Regions from separate parts of the Mus musculus genome. Here region 2 is linked to region 1. The links are chromatin contacts, called in public HiChIP or PLAC-seq maps. All regions are on one chromosome and are shown on one strand. Each heading gives the region's core, a stretch centred on a gene start, on an enhancer-like site or on the middle of the called end of the contact. The rest is flanking DNA. Distances are from core to core; before and after follow the strand shown.

Region 1 (3,435 bases), core at 406-2,905:
ATTCTGAGTGCTTGTGAGAAAACAAGTCTTGAGACCTCAGTTTCTCCAAAACACAGGCTTGTTCTTGGACCGTGCTTTTGTGGCCCTACCGAGTGGAGCAGATGGAAGTGAGTTTACTTTACTCTTTGCCACTGGCCATTGTTACTCGTTCACATGCCTCTTTGCAATGTGGGGCTTGTCCTTGGGACTGACACTTTACTCAGGTGACTCTTCTTAAACCGCAGAGTATAAATCGTCTGATGCAAGGAATAAAGTTGGCTATTGCGTAAGACTTTAGTTTGCCTAATTTTTAGGCCCCGTTATGCCAGGGCCACACTTTGTGGTAAACAACACAATTTTGTATTTTTGAGTACTTTAAATGTCTGTGACTTATATTGTTACTTTGTTTTTCTGTATAGAAGTTCAGTGCTCACAAATTTCAACTGAGCTAACCCTCCATCTCCTGCTAGTGACTTTGTTTTGTTTCGCTGGTTTCTCAAGACAGGGTTTCTCTGTGTAGCCCTGTTTGATGTTTTGAGACAGACTCTCTCTATGTAGCCCTGGCTCTCCTGGAATTCTCTGTGTAGATGAGGCTGGCCTTGAACTCGCAGTGATGACAATGTGTACTACCACACCCAGCCTGCTGGAGATTTAAAAGAAGCCATGTACATGCAGTTTTCTCTACTGTGCTCAGGAATCTTGAGTCACAGGGGATCATCAGGGCTTGTGCTACAGAGCAGACATTAACACCTCTTGGGGGAGAAGTGTGTGCGCAGGATTCATGCCTCTCTTTCCTTGGGGGCAAGTGAGGAATGCAAAGAAAGGCACAGCTCAGGTGTGCCCTTTTCCTTGCACACAGCAAGGCTAATTAAAACCTGACTGACAGGAAGGAGCTCAGCTGCACTTCCAGCAGAAACGGCTTCTTATCCTGCCCTGACAGCTCCTTTCCTACCTGCCCGTTCGTTAGCCCAAACACGATCCTCTCCTTCCCTCTGCTTGGGATGCCTTCCATACCACATTTGCAAAGGCTGACTGACTGAGTAGAACTACAATGATATGAAGAGGTTGGAATGTTGCAGATCCAGAGCCTAAAGTATACTTCCTCTTGGGCTTTAGCCCTCTAAATAGCCACTTTTTGCCCATCTCTGTGCCAAACCTAACATACTGTGATTAACAGACAGACCTTTTGGAAATTATGACTTCCACCAAGCCAAAAGCTAAGAATGTTATCAGACAGCATCCGGATCTCTTAGGAGAGACTCTCCCATCTTGCTCTAACTGCTTCTCTCGTGTTTCCTCCACTGTATTTTTAAAATACCTTGATACTTTTTGTTTTGTTACCATAAAGCTAAACCAAACTGCTCCCACCTTGGAACAAGGAACCTGGGGTAACTTAGCTCTGTGTTTCCTGGGATATGATCACTCAAATTCAGTTCTAGAATAAACTATCTCTTATTCCCTTTGAGGTGAGAGCTCTGGTGTTTTTGTCCGGGTTGTGTTTGTTTTTCTATCAACACTATGAATGATTATTTTGGTGGCCTTCTAACTGTAGCTTAAAACTAGTTTCTTTACTTCATGTTCAATCCTCACTTAATCATCTCTCAGGTCAGGTTTAAAAGTAACTATCAGAAGTTGCTATGATGATGCTGCTAGCCTCAGGCTGATGCAATACAAACCTGTGCTGACAGCAGCACTCAGATCCCTGCCTACTGGCGTGGATTCTGAACTCAGGGTCGTGCACATAAGCACATAACCCCAAGGACACAGCATCCAGCTTTTAACTACGGCTCCCCTCTCAGCCTTGACACAGCTTACAGTTCAGTCTCACTCCTCTCTGGTCTCAGTGCCTGTGAAGCAGGCTGTAAACGTTGGGCCTTGGTGAGAATGGGAAGCTAAAATGTGAATCACAATGGAAGGCTCTGGGAGGAAACCATCTTGGTGATGGAGTTTTCTTACTCAATCACTTTTTCTAAGGGAGCTTAAATTATTCCACTAAAGCTATGGGCGAAAGGCTGTGAGTGCAGCTCAGTCCTCAGATCACCATGGCGACGATTTTACAAGGTGAGCCCTGGGAAGATGGTTGGGTCCCCTGATGGGATTATGTCCTTACAAAAGGGGGTTGAGAATTGTCTTACTCCTTTCTATCATGCAAGGACACAGCCAAACCTGTCACCTATTAACAGGAACAGGCCTTCCTCATCACAGATCTGCCTTGATCTTTGATTTCCCAACCCTTAACTATGAAAAGTAACTTCCTATTGTCTGTAAACCATCTGATCTGTGGTATTTTGTAGCAACGTGGAAGGGCTAAGATAGGTAATTCTGGCAATTCAGATATGTGGGCAGCATGGAGAGCCCCAGCCGAAAGTGTACTCTTGACAGTTATGCACCTCAAGATGTCAAGAGTCTGCAGGCCGAAAAAGAAGTAGAGTATAGAAGAATGACAAGAATACAAGAAAAGACCCATTGCTTTCCCATCTAGTTTAGCAGAAGCTAACATTCAAGTCTGCAGAAAGAGCTGTGAAGTTTGTATGTGGCCTGGTTGTAGATGGAGTGGTGTAAATAGCATTGCTTAGCAACTTTCTCTGTTTCTGTTTCCACATGTTGGGGGCAGGACCTTACCCAGAGGCTCTGGAAAGAATCAGTTTCTTAAGTCAAGTCGTCTTAGCAGACTTCACACTTGCTAACTTTGCCGTAACCTGGACTGAATTGCCAGTGTCCACCAGAGCCCAGGACACGGCAAAGCCCTAGGAGCACAGCCAAGGTGCATGGAGACAATTATGCCTTGTGCTGCTTAGGGGGCGATGAACAGAGGGCTCTGCAGAGATCTGCAGTGAATTCCACACAATCCAGATCAATGTCCCTTGGTGAAGGAAGGCAGAAGGAAAGGAAACCTGTCCTCAGCCCAGCTGGCTGCTGCACTCGTAGCCATGAACCTCACAAATATAGAGCACCCCACAAAGAAACACTGTGGGCATCAACAAGACCTCAACATTCTGATGCTCAACGCTTCTTACTGGCTGTCAGGCAGGGACCCTGAGCCAGAGAACTGGTGCTTAAAGGCTTCCCTTCCTCGCTGTCCATTTCAACTCAACACCTGGCTATGTAGAAAGACTGCAAGGTAGAAAGTTATTTGAAGTGAAAACCCATATGGTCTTCAAAGAGATTATGAAACATCTAAACTTTCAATAATTGGTTTTGTCTTTTAAATTCTGTGAGTGTAAGTACAGAGAGCTCCAGACACCATTGTGAACAAACTGGTCTAGCTAAACACTAGTTTGTGAAAGGTAGACACATGTGTGATTTATAATTCTTTCTAAACTTACAGACACTTAACAATGAGTGAAAAATATTCTTCAGACATAGTAAGCTGTGGGTTTCATCAAACAAAGTATCCTGAAAACTTAATCCAAGGCATTTACAAAACAAGTTTTTGTTAGCAGGAAATATTTTTCT
Region 2 (3,403 bases), core at 206-2,705, 82 kb before region 1:
AGTTTCCTCAACTCAGCTCCAACTCTAAAGAGATCCAAAGCTCACTTCAGAAATGCTAAAGGGCCCAGGCACTACCAAGGAGCAGCAAACTCAACTTTAAATTTATTAGCTACAAGTGGAAGCCACTTCCCCAACTGACTGACTCCCTGCCCTGGATCCTGTTTTCCCATCATGGAATAAGGAGAAAGTGATTTAGGTATACTCTGAGAGCCAGCGAACAGGGAGCCCTCACCAGTTTTCTGGGCCTCTTCAGGCTCCTGGGCACTGCAGCAGTATACAAATAAGGTTACACAATGGGCTAGAGGCTCTAAGACTGTCTTGTCAGTGTTCACTGAACCAGTAAGCACAGTAGCTCTTTAAAATGTCTGGGAATACTTTGAGCCACCGCGAAGCTAGTAGGGACCAATGTTCCTAGAGTTTCCCATCAGAGTTGAGCCTGGCTGCCTCATTTCGAAGTAGGCACATTTTAAAGCTGTGTCGTTAGACCCTATGACCCTTCTAAAAGTACCAATTCCAGCGTCTAAAGTTGCCTCGTTCTTAGCTGAAGCTTCTCCGCGCCCTTTCCGCACAGGACTGCATCTGGCAGCAGCTTTGATCTGCATGCCCGACTCCGGGCAGCAGCTCTGTCTCTCCAGAGGGCCGGGAACGTCCACAAAACTTAAGGAATCTAGAGCTTCCTGAGCCCTTCCTTGGCAGGTAACTCGTCGGACGAGCACTTCTCAACGCCCCTAAGGGTGTTCTTATGCAGATTCCCTAAACTAGGGGCAATTAGAGCATCCCTGACTCCAAAAGGGGACCCAGTCAGTGGCCTGTTCTGTCAACCCAGGAGAGTCTTGATAGCCGGCAGAACAAGCGTGCTGGAGAAAGTGCGTCCTCCACTCCAGTGCCCAGCGTGCTCCTAATCTGGCCCATCTGGGAGTCCAGAAAGTAAAACCGTGGGCCTGGAGAGGGCGCCCCTCTTTAGAACTTTAACCCGGCCAAGGCAAGAAAGATTCGTCTCACCTGAGCGGGACGCGAATGGCCAGATATCGGTCGACAGCCACCGCCAAGAGGCTAAAGATGGAGCTCTGTGTGAGCACCAGCACGAAGCAGGCGAGGAAGAGGCAGCCGTGGAAGTCCGTGCAGAAGCCCAAGCTGATGGTGATGGCAAAGGGGATGGCGAAGAGTCCCACGGCCACGTCTGCCGTCGCCAGGGATACCAGAAAGTAGTTGGTGGGGGTCTGTAATGCACTCGAGGCTCCCACCGCGGCGCACACCAGCACGTTGCCCGCCACCGCCAGCGCAGCGATAACCAGCTCCAGCGCCACGTACAGCGCGTCTTGCGTCTCTAGCTGCATGGCCGGGCCAGCCGGGCCCGGGGAGTCCTCTACTGGGGTAGTGTCGGGCTCAGGACAGCTGCTAGGGTGCCGCCAGGCATGGCCACAGCGCTGAGACCGCGCGTCCCAAGCTGGGTCTGCGCCGCCCAGCCAGTGCGCTCCGGACGGGGGCGGGGGCGTGGCCTTACGGGGGCGGCGCCCATTGGCCGGCTGCCAGGAGCCGGTCTTGGCCCCGCCCCCTGCCTAGGGTCCTTGCTCCAGCTGCTCCTGAGCTCGGGGAAGGATGGGTTCCCGAATTTCCCTCGGGCGGGAGAGGGACACATTCAGGAAAGACACCTCGAAGCTTCACCACTTCCCGCCCGAGCGCGAAGTCCCAGACTTCACCCTGTCCCGCGCCCGATCTGCACACTCTGAACTGACGCCCCTGCAAGGTGTCCATACTCCCCAGCACCGGAGCTGCACCCCAGGTCCGGGCCCGGGCTTCCTCTCAGTGCTGCATTCTCCGCGCGGCCCCTAATCCACCCGATCCCGTGGTCTCCGCTGCCCCGCCAGGGTGCTCGCCGGCTCAGCCCTGCGCTCTCCAGCCCACTTATCCAAGACCGGCTTCCGCTCACTTGCGGCGCCGCCTCTTCCCAGACACTGCCGCCTTCATCCACTCCAAGAAGGGTGCTGAGCGCCCACACCTGTGGGTGATCTGTCCTTCCTGCCACCTGTAAGAAGCCCCCAGCGCCCTCCACCGCCTTCAACTCCACACTTCTCTCCTAGCGAGCCCTGGCTGCTCCTTGGCGTTTGGAGTCCTTAATCCTTCTAGAACACAGCTTCTGCCCCGCGGAAGCTGCTACCTGTAGTCACCAGCCAGGATGGTTAAGGAGTTTGTCAACACAACAAAGATGACTGAAAAAAAAAAGATTAAGCTGAACTAAAACACGGGTGACCTCTAAACAGCTTCTTTGAAGAATAACGGGTTTTTTCTTGGGGTTTTTTTTTTGGTTTTTCGAGACAGGGTTTCTCCGTGTAGCCTTGGCTGTCCTGGAACTCACTTTGTAGACCAGGCTGGCCTCGAACTCAGAAATCTGCCTGCTTCTGTCTCCCAAGTGGTGGGATTAAAGGCGTGCGCCACCACGCCGGGCTGATTTTTTTTTTTTTTTTTTTTAATGTTGTGGCTGGATTAGCTCTCTCTGAGTATGAGTATGGGCGTGGGGGAGGGGAAAAGTGCGTTGAATTACACTTTCTGCATGGCTGTATGATATATATAAAGTACATTTCAGGGTTAGCTGTAATATTAACAGCAAATCCCCCACGAGCCCACTCATAGCATAGACAAAATCACCAAAGCACACAGAGTACATGTTCTATCTGGGTATTTTAAGGGTTTGGTTTTTTTTTTTTTTTTTTTTTTTGTTTATTTGTTTGGTTTTTTTGTTTTTTGTTTTTTTGGATTTTTGGTGTTTTTTTTGGGGGGTGTTTTGTTTTGTTTTTGTTTTTGTTTTTGTTTTTTTCTAGACAGGGTTTCTCTGTATAGCTCTGGCTGTCCTGGAACTCGCTTTGTAAACCAGGCTGGCCTCGAACTCAGAAATCTGCCTGCCTCTGCCACCCAAGTGCACCACCACGCCCGTCTTTTTTTCTATTTTCTGTGTTGAGAAAAAAAAAAAAAACCTTATTTAAAAAAATACCTTACTATTTATATGTTTTCCACAAAATATTGGCCCTGGTCACCTGAGTTTTGATAGCATCTGCTTCACCTTCACGAAGAACCTGACACTGGCTTCTGCCTCTTAACACAGATGACAAGCTGGAACCTCAGAGAGGTCAGATAACGGGTACACGACTTGAAATGGGAAGAGGAAAGAGAGGCTTCTAGGAGTGAGCTGCAAAGTGGGCGTTTGGCAGTGATCACTATGGCGCATGGAGCTGAATGGGGCAGAGGTGGGGGAAGGGCTTGCCGCCAACAGCCATGGCCAGGAGAGGAGAGAAAAGAAAGCGTTTCCCACTAGGATAGAATGCCAGGGAAGCTGTGGTGCCAGCCCCAGGGGATCGCCAAGCAAGGACCAGAACTTTAGGAACGCGCATGAGCATTTTCTGGACCC

What was found. HiChIP or PLAC-seq counts read pairs in DNA pulled down with a chosen protein or histone mark.
Region 2: a BATF HiChIP or PLAC-seq map of CD8 T cells shows a contact between it and region 1, with 8 read pairs. The contact joins the promoter of Adora2b here to the enhancer-like site in region 1. A contact is called at or near these places in 5 of 39 promoter capture datasets (the C10 cell line, cranial neural crest, macrophages and 2 more), 2 of 15 datasets of contacts at CTCF or cohesin (CD8 T cells and the NIH/3T3 cell line), 4 of 484 Hi-C or Micro-C datasets (Th2 cells, bone marrow-derived dendritic cells, bone marrow-derived macrophages and 1 more), 15 of 115 datasets of contacts at active chromatin or transcription factors (CD8 T cells, the NIH/3T3 cell line, bone marrow-derived macrophages and 7 more) and 4 of 9 other capture datasets (adipose tissue, liver, macrophages and 1 more).

The regions. Positions count from the first base shown.
Region 1 is chr11:62,165,516-62,168,950 of GRCm38.p6, reverse strand. All of the region lies in intron 12 of Specc1 (sperm antigen with calponin homology and coiled-coil domains 1), which reads right to left. Among named protein-coding and RNA genes, the nearest start is that of Gm39985, 21 kb to the right of the region's middle. Within about 2 kb of position 1,655, at least 31 of the 459 cell types and tissues checked have an H3K27ac peak or open chromatin away from gene starts, as enhancers often do. A contact at or near this core is called in CD8 T cells and Th2 cells, where this site is marked.
Region 2 is chr11:62,247,036-62,250,438 of GRCm38.p6, reverse strand. It overlaps Adora2b (adenosine A2b receptor), which reads right to left and starts at 1,455. Exons shown (of 2, transcript NM_007413.4): 1 at 1,003-1,455. The coding sequence starts at 1,337.